Linked DNA regions of Sus scrofa: region 2 is linked to region 1. Evidence: chromatin contacts called from public HiChIP or PLAC-seq data. All regions are on one chromosome and are shown on one strand. The core of a region is the stretch at or near the end of the contact, and the rest is flanking DNA. Distances in the headings are between cores, read along the strand shown. Region 1 holds the start of UBTD2 (ubiquitin domain-containing protein 2). Region 2 overlaps STK10 (serine/threonine-protein kinase 10).

The links. HiChIP or PLAC-seq counts read pairs in DNA pulled down with a chosen protein or histone mark.
Region 2: an H3K27ac HiChIP or PLAC-seq map of alveolar macrophages shows a contact between it and region 1. The contact joins the enhancer-like site here to the promoter of UBTD2 in region 1. A contact is called at or near these places in 7 of 47 Hi-C or Micro-C datasets (alveolar macrophages, brain, embryonic fibroblasts and 4 more) and 2 of 2 datasets of contacts at active chromatin or transcription factors (alveolar macrophages and skeletal muscle).

What each region holds. Positions count from the first base shown.
Region 1 is chr16:51,905,453-51,908,686 of Sscrofa11.1, forward strand. It overlaps UBTD2 (ubiquitin domain-containing protein 2), which reads left to right and starts at 1,716. Exons shown (of 4, transcript XM_021076607.1): 1 at 1,716-2,212.
Region 2 is chr16:52,086,347-52,089,580 of Sscrofa11.1, forward strand. The region is part of intron 4 of STK10 (serine/threonine-protein kinase 10); the gene reads left to right. Among named protein-coding and RNA genes, the nearest start is that of STK10, 84 kb to the left of the region's middle. Within about 2 kb of position 1,560, at least 21 of the 83 cell types and tissues checked have an H3K27ac peak or open chromatin away from gene starts, as enhancers often do. A contact at or near this core is called in alveolar macrophages, retroperitoneal adipose tissue and subcutaneous adipose tissue, where this site is marked.

The DNA.
Region 1 (3,234 bases), core at 466-2,965:
GCTTTCTCCTGGTGCCAACTCCTCCGTGCTCTTCAGAAAGCACTCCTCACTTGGGTGCCTACCATCTGTTTAATAGACATTGTGGAAGCCTTGGTTTCTGCAATTTCTAGAGCAAAATTTAGGACAAAGCACCTTTGAAGATATCAGCATGTGGCTTCTCTCCTTCAGGGAAGTGATGAACTGATGTCTGTCTGCCAATGTGAATATTAGCTGAGAATGATCAGATAGAAGGCTTTATGACATAGAGTACCTGCATATCAGAACATTCCCTGAAAACTCATAAAGACGTCATTTGTATACAAGCTCTTTCAGTATTCATGCCTACAGGACAATAATAATTTGTCAGTATAAATTTAATATAGCAGACTTTTATTTCTTACAAGGTACTTGGGTGTTTTCATCTAAGTACAGGGTTTTGTTTGTTGAACATTCATTTTTATCTGGCTAGCAAATGAATACAAGGACAGGAATTTTTGTCTCCATTTTGGACTATTTCTGTGAGCCAGATTCCCACATGTGGGATAATCCTGAGTCATAGGGTATGAACATTCCTGAGGTTTTTGATCTGCGTTCCCAAATTGCTTTGCAAAAAGATTGAACCGAGGTACACTCCCACCACCAGTGTATATATTTAAATGCAAATTCCAAGCTGCACTGAGTCTCTTTCCTAGGTATTTCACTTATCTTTTTTTTTTTTTTTAATGCTAAGCAAAAGCTGGTCTAGGATTTTTTTTTTTAAGTCTGATTATAAAAATGGAGCAGATAGTTAAAACAGCTCTTAGGCAGAAATAAGCTTTAAAAAGGCCCAAGCAGAGTGATGAAAATGTTAAGGCATCATAGCAAGAAGCACATTCTCAAGGGACCATTAACAATTGGCTTAGATTGGGATAGCAACCGCCAAGAATGTCGGGCGTGGTCAGTGTACCAAATTCTAGTTTAGAAAAAGCAGGCTATTTTATTTATTTCTATTTCACTTTGTTCTAAAGACGATTTAAGATACTTAAAGGCAGGCTCTTGAGAAGTAGCGTGGTGTGTGAAAAATCAATCCTGTGAAAATGAAACAAACTCACGCCCCCTGAACTAGTCCGCGCTTATCTCTCCCTGCACCGGATGCCTCGCCTCTATAATCTGAGTTCAGTTTGCAGCCACAGTGACCGCCTCTATGTGTAATAATGGGGCACAGAGATTTTAGGGAGTTTGGGGGTTGGGCAGCAGGCAACGGGAAGTCCAGACTCGGGGTACCAACCCACTGAACTCTGCACAAATGCTGGGACTTCAACCTTCAGCCACGAGTCCCCTTCCGCCAGTTTTTTAGGAACCCGCCTGCGAGTCTTCCTTCTCTGTGCCCCCGCCCGCCCACCCGCATCTACCAGAAAGAGAAAGAGCTGACGCCCGCAAAGGAGTCAGAAACTCGATTTCGCCCCTTTCTACTTCTCCCTTCTCACTTTTGTTCTTCCATTCCTTCTCTCTCTCTTTCTTCTCTTTCTTCTCCTCCTCTTCTCTCTCCCTCCTCCACGCCTGCTTCCCCAGCCTCTTCTCCCGGACTAATCCCCCCATCACCCCCTTTCCACCGGTTCAGAGCCCCCCTCCCCTCTCCAGCTCTCCTCTCTTTCCCTCCCCTCCGCCCGCGGCCCCGCCCGCAGCCAATCAGCGCGCGGCCTCCTGCGGCCCCGCCCTCCCCGGCGGTTCCGGGCGGGCCCGGCGAAGCCCAGGCCACGGGTTCGGAGGGCGGCGCCGCGGGGCGGGGGCCGATGGGGCCTGGCGGACCGGCGGCGCTGGTGCGGGGCTTGCCTGGGCGCGCGTGTGCGGGGCTGTGAGGGGGTGAGGCGGGCGCTGCGGCCCGCCCGGGATGGGCCAGCTCCGGCCTGGCGGGGCCGAGCCGGAGGCGAGGGCGGTGCGCGGGCCAGGCCTGCCAGGCAGGCGGCCCGGGGACTGAGGTGGGCGCGGAGGAAGGGGCCGAGCCAAGGCGGTGGGTGGAGCGGCGAGGGGGGCGGAGGCTGGGCCGCGGCGGGCGAGCGGAGCGGCGCGCCTGGCCGGAGCTCGGCGGCAGCGGCAGCGGCAGCGGCGGCGCCTGAGGAAGCAGAGGCGGCGGCGGGCCCGGACGAGCGCCCGGAGGTGGCGGACGAGGCGCCGGGGGCCCCCATGGGCGGGTGTGTGGGCGCCCAGCACGACTCCTCGGGCAGCCTCAACGAGAACTCGGAGGGCACCGGAGGTAGGTGAGCGCCAGGGGGCAGCCTCGGCCCCCCATTGTTCCCGGCCAGGCCCGGCCACCTGTCCTGGCCCCTGCGGGCCCGCGGGCCGCGCGGCCGGGGCCCCCGAGCCCCTTTGTCATCTCCTCCTCCACGTCACTCCCCGCGCTCCGCTTCCGGCCGGCCGCGGGGTCGCCCCCTTTTTCTCTCCCGCCCCCGAAAAAAAGCCCTCCGCGCGCCGGGGATGTCGCCCTCGGCCTCTCGACCCCACCGCCTCGGCTCGGGAAACTCGGACCAGAAACTGCCTCTCAGGCCACCTCACTCCCTTTCCAGCCCGTTTAATTATTCAGGAACTGGATGGCGGCGCTGGGGTTGCAGAAAAACGAATTGATGGGGGTGGGGGGTGGGGAGGGGAGCCTAATGCATTCCCTCCGACGGGCCCCGCCACATCTCTCCGCACCCGTCCTTGTTCAGCAGAGTTGGCTGGTCTCAGCTTTCCTGAGTTTCAGATGACAGCTGCCCTGGTTGGTTCCAATTTGGCCATTTAAACCTGCAAGTTTCTGGAGCTCGGCTGGGGAAGTCTCAAGTGGCCACAGGCAGTGTTTTAACGAGGGGTGGGGAAACGGTCTGCCGGAGTTAAAACGTGGCTTCTTGCTGCAGCTTGGGGGTGTTGGGCCAGTGCGCTGTCGGGGTGGGCTAGTCAAATTCCCAACCGTCTTACGTAAAGGAAAATATGTAGGATAAACGTACAAATACCTGAGTCCGACTTACCCCAATAGGATCGGTACTTTAAAAGTTTTTGTAACACGGAACGCGCTTCTACTTTATTGTAAATAGCAGCTTGCTGAGGAGAGATCTTTTAATTCAATCGGTGTTGCAGTGTAGCAAAATAACAATACAATTAATTTTTACCTGTGCTTAAGTGATCTCTTGAGGATTCCATTCTATAGCTTGTGTAGAGGACGGAGAGTTAGTTGAAGAAGAAATAGCTTTTAGGAATAGCGAAGATGACAGTGTTGGTTTTGTTCCAGCCTTATGTTGGATG
Region 2 (3,234 bases), core at 310-2,809, 180 kb after region 1:
ACAAAAACAAAGCCCCACCATCCCCCCATCAAACTTTGCCATATACATTTCAGCTTATTGAACCATAAAAGGGCTGTATGCTCTCCATCAAAAACGCTTTCTAGGAGGAGTTCCTGTCCTGGCTCAGTGGTTATAACGAATCTGACTAGTATCCATACGGATGTGTGTTCAATCCCTGGCCTCGCTCAGCGGGTTAAAGATCCAGCATTGTTGTGAGCTGCGGTGTAGGTTGGAGACATGGCTCAGATCCCGTGTTGCTGTGGCTGTGGTGTAGGCCGGCGGCCACAGCTCCTATTGGACCCCTCGCCTGGGAACCTCCATGTGCCGAGGGTGCGGCTGTAAAAAGAAATGTCAAAACAGATACAATTGGAATTCATACTGTGCATGTTTGCCAGCCCTGCCGCGGGGACAGCATGTTATGGACAAAATTCCAAGTTAGTATGCACACGGCAAGCTCGTTTTTTTAAGGGCTGCATATTACCTCATGGTTGGGGTGAGCCCAAATTTATAGAACTGTCCCCAACCAGGCTCCAACCTGGGTTCTTTCCGATTTTCCACTCTTTTGAATAATGCTTTCAGGAGCTTCCGTGTATGTGAGAAATCTGGTTTGGGGGCATCTGCTTCCAGAGGGAGAACTGTCGTCAAACATGTTTTTTAGGCATTCCCATCATAGCTCAGTGGTTAATGGACCTGACTGGGATCCATGAGGATGCAGGTTCAATCCCTGGCCTCGCTCAGTGGGTTAAGAATTCGGCCTTGCTGTGAGCTGCGGTGTAGGTCGCAGACGGTGGCTTGGATCTGTTGTGGCTGCGGCTCTGGTGTAGGCTGGCAGCTGTAGCTCTGTTTCGACTCCTAGCCTGGGAACCTCCATGTGCTGCAGGTACAAGCATAAATAGACAAAACAAACAAACAAAAACATGTTCCTTAAAACCCAGGTTTGTCATTTTTTCCTGTCCATGCACTTGTTCCGTTGCTCATTTGATTGGCCTGCTGAGTCCTTCACGTGGCAGATGTGATGCTGGGATACAGCTCTGGACAAAGCAGCCAAGATCTCTTTCCTTGTGGAAATGATAGTTTACGGAGTCCCCACCACCTGCTGCCCTTGTCCTGATTCTCTTTGTAAAGGAGGAGAAGGGGAGTGGGGAATGTTTTCAATGGGAGATTCAGCCCGAAGAAAATCCCCTTTGAGGAGTTTCCATTGTGGTTTAGCCCCTTAAGAACTCAACTAGTATCCATGAACATGTGGGTTTGATCCCTGGCCTCTATCAGTGTATTAAGTATCTGGTGTGGCTGTGGCTGTGGTGTAGACCTGCAGCTGCAGCTCTGCGATTCGACCCCTAGCCTGGGAACCTCCATGTGCCACAGGTTTGGCCCGAAAAAAAAAAGAAAAAAAGAAAATGCTTTCGAATTGGCCCAGGGTGGGCAGCTACCTCTCAGGGGACACAGCTTATAAACGCCATTCAGGGACCACATGGCAGGGGCCACCCCTGCCCAGGGATGGCCGGATGTTCCAGGTTCCAGGGCTGCAGGGAGGGGCTGCCCCGCCCTCCTGGCCCGGCCCCAGAAGAGGAAGTAGCAGCCACCCAAAAGCTGGCAGGCCCTTGCTTCAGGGAGGGCCCTGGGGACCAACTGTGTGTCATTTTGAAACTTGGTGGTTTCTGCTTTTCCCCTCCCTTCTCCGGAAGGGGCCAGAGGGCACTGTGGTGGCGGAATGGCCAGCTCCAGCCTCCCTCCTAGAAGTCTCAGCCTGGGTCTCAGAGGCTGTTAGTCTCCTGCGAAGATTTCCTGGCTCGGTGTGCCAGGCATTGTCGGGTTTGCAGGGGAGCCAGGCCCACGTGGGCCTGGCAGGAAGGAGGTGAGCCCGGTCCCCCATTCTTGCCCAGGAGCCCAGAAGGCTGGTCACTTACTCAGGCCACCCAGGCAGGCAGCAGCAGAGCCCAGCCACTCACCTGGCTTTCCTGGGTTTTACCTCTCGCCCTGCAGGAGCTGCTGCTCCCACCCTGCAAGGCCACACTCCCCACCCGCAAGAGCCAGCCTGTCCCAGGAACCCTGTCATCAGCTGACAGAGTGGCTCTTGTCTGGTTTTCATGGACCAAGGCTCAGAGACTGGGTTTCCTGACCACTCCCAGCAGGGGGTCTCAGCACAGCTTCCTCCTTATTTCAGACTGAGGATCTCAAGGGCGACAGCTCAGGTCCTGCGTAGATAATTCGAGCCTTTACCGAGAGCCGGGCTTGGAGCTGCGTGCTTTATGTGTGACATTGAATCCCCATGCCACCCTACAAAGTAGTTCTCCAGGCGCACCATCCCTGTGCGACAGGCAGGGAAATTGAGGGGCAGAGGTTTGGTGCCAATTCTGACCCCGCCTGGCTCCCCCCTCCCCTCGCCCCGATGCAGATCCACCTGCTTCCAGCCGAGCTGCTCTGCCCCTCCTGGGTCCTCCAGCCAGCTTGTTTCCTCTGCCTGGAAATATCTTCCCCTAGACCTTGCCCTCCTGTCTAAAACAGCCATCCACCCACCCAGCGCTCTGTCCTTTTGTCCTGCCTTAGCCCTGCGTGGCCCTTCTCATCACCAGGAATCATGTGCTGTTAGGGCCTGTTCCTACCCCCAGAACAAGCCCCACAAGGGTGAGGACTTTGGGTCCTCTCTGTGCCTGAAACAGTGCCTGGCACAGAATACTTGGTCAGTGAGGGAGTTCTCCTGTAGTGCAGTGTGCGAAGGGTCCGGCATTGTCGTTGCTGTGGCGCAAGTTCGATCCTTGGCCCCGGGAATTTCTGCGTGCGATGGTGTGGCCAAAAAAAAAATGGAATAAAATACTTCAAAACTTTAAAAGCTATAAAAGATTCCATCCTAAGTGTGTGCATCACACTCTTCAGTTGGTCACACTCTATTTTCTTACTTCTCCCAATTACCTAGTTCATCTTGCTCTGTGTGTATATATTTGATCTGCCATCCTAAATCCTTCTTGGAAAAGAGAGGATATATTATATATTACATATAAGAAGTTATAAATCACTCCCCAAGCAATTATGGTCATTTTATTTTACTTTTTTGTCTTTTTTGGCTTTTCAGGGCCACACCTGCGGCATATGGAGGTTCCCAGGCTATGGGACGAATCAGAGCTGTAGCCTCCGGCCTACACCAGAGCCACAGCAACGCGGGATCCGAGCCGCATCTGCAACCTACACCACAGCTCATGGCAACACCAGATCTTTAAACCACTGAGCAAGGCCAGG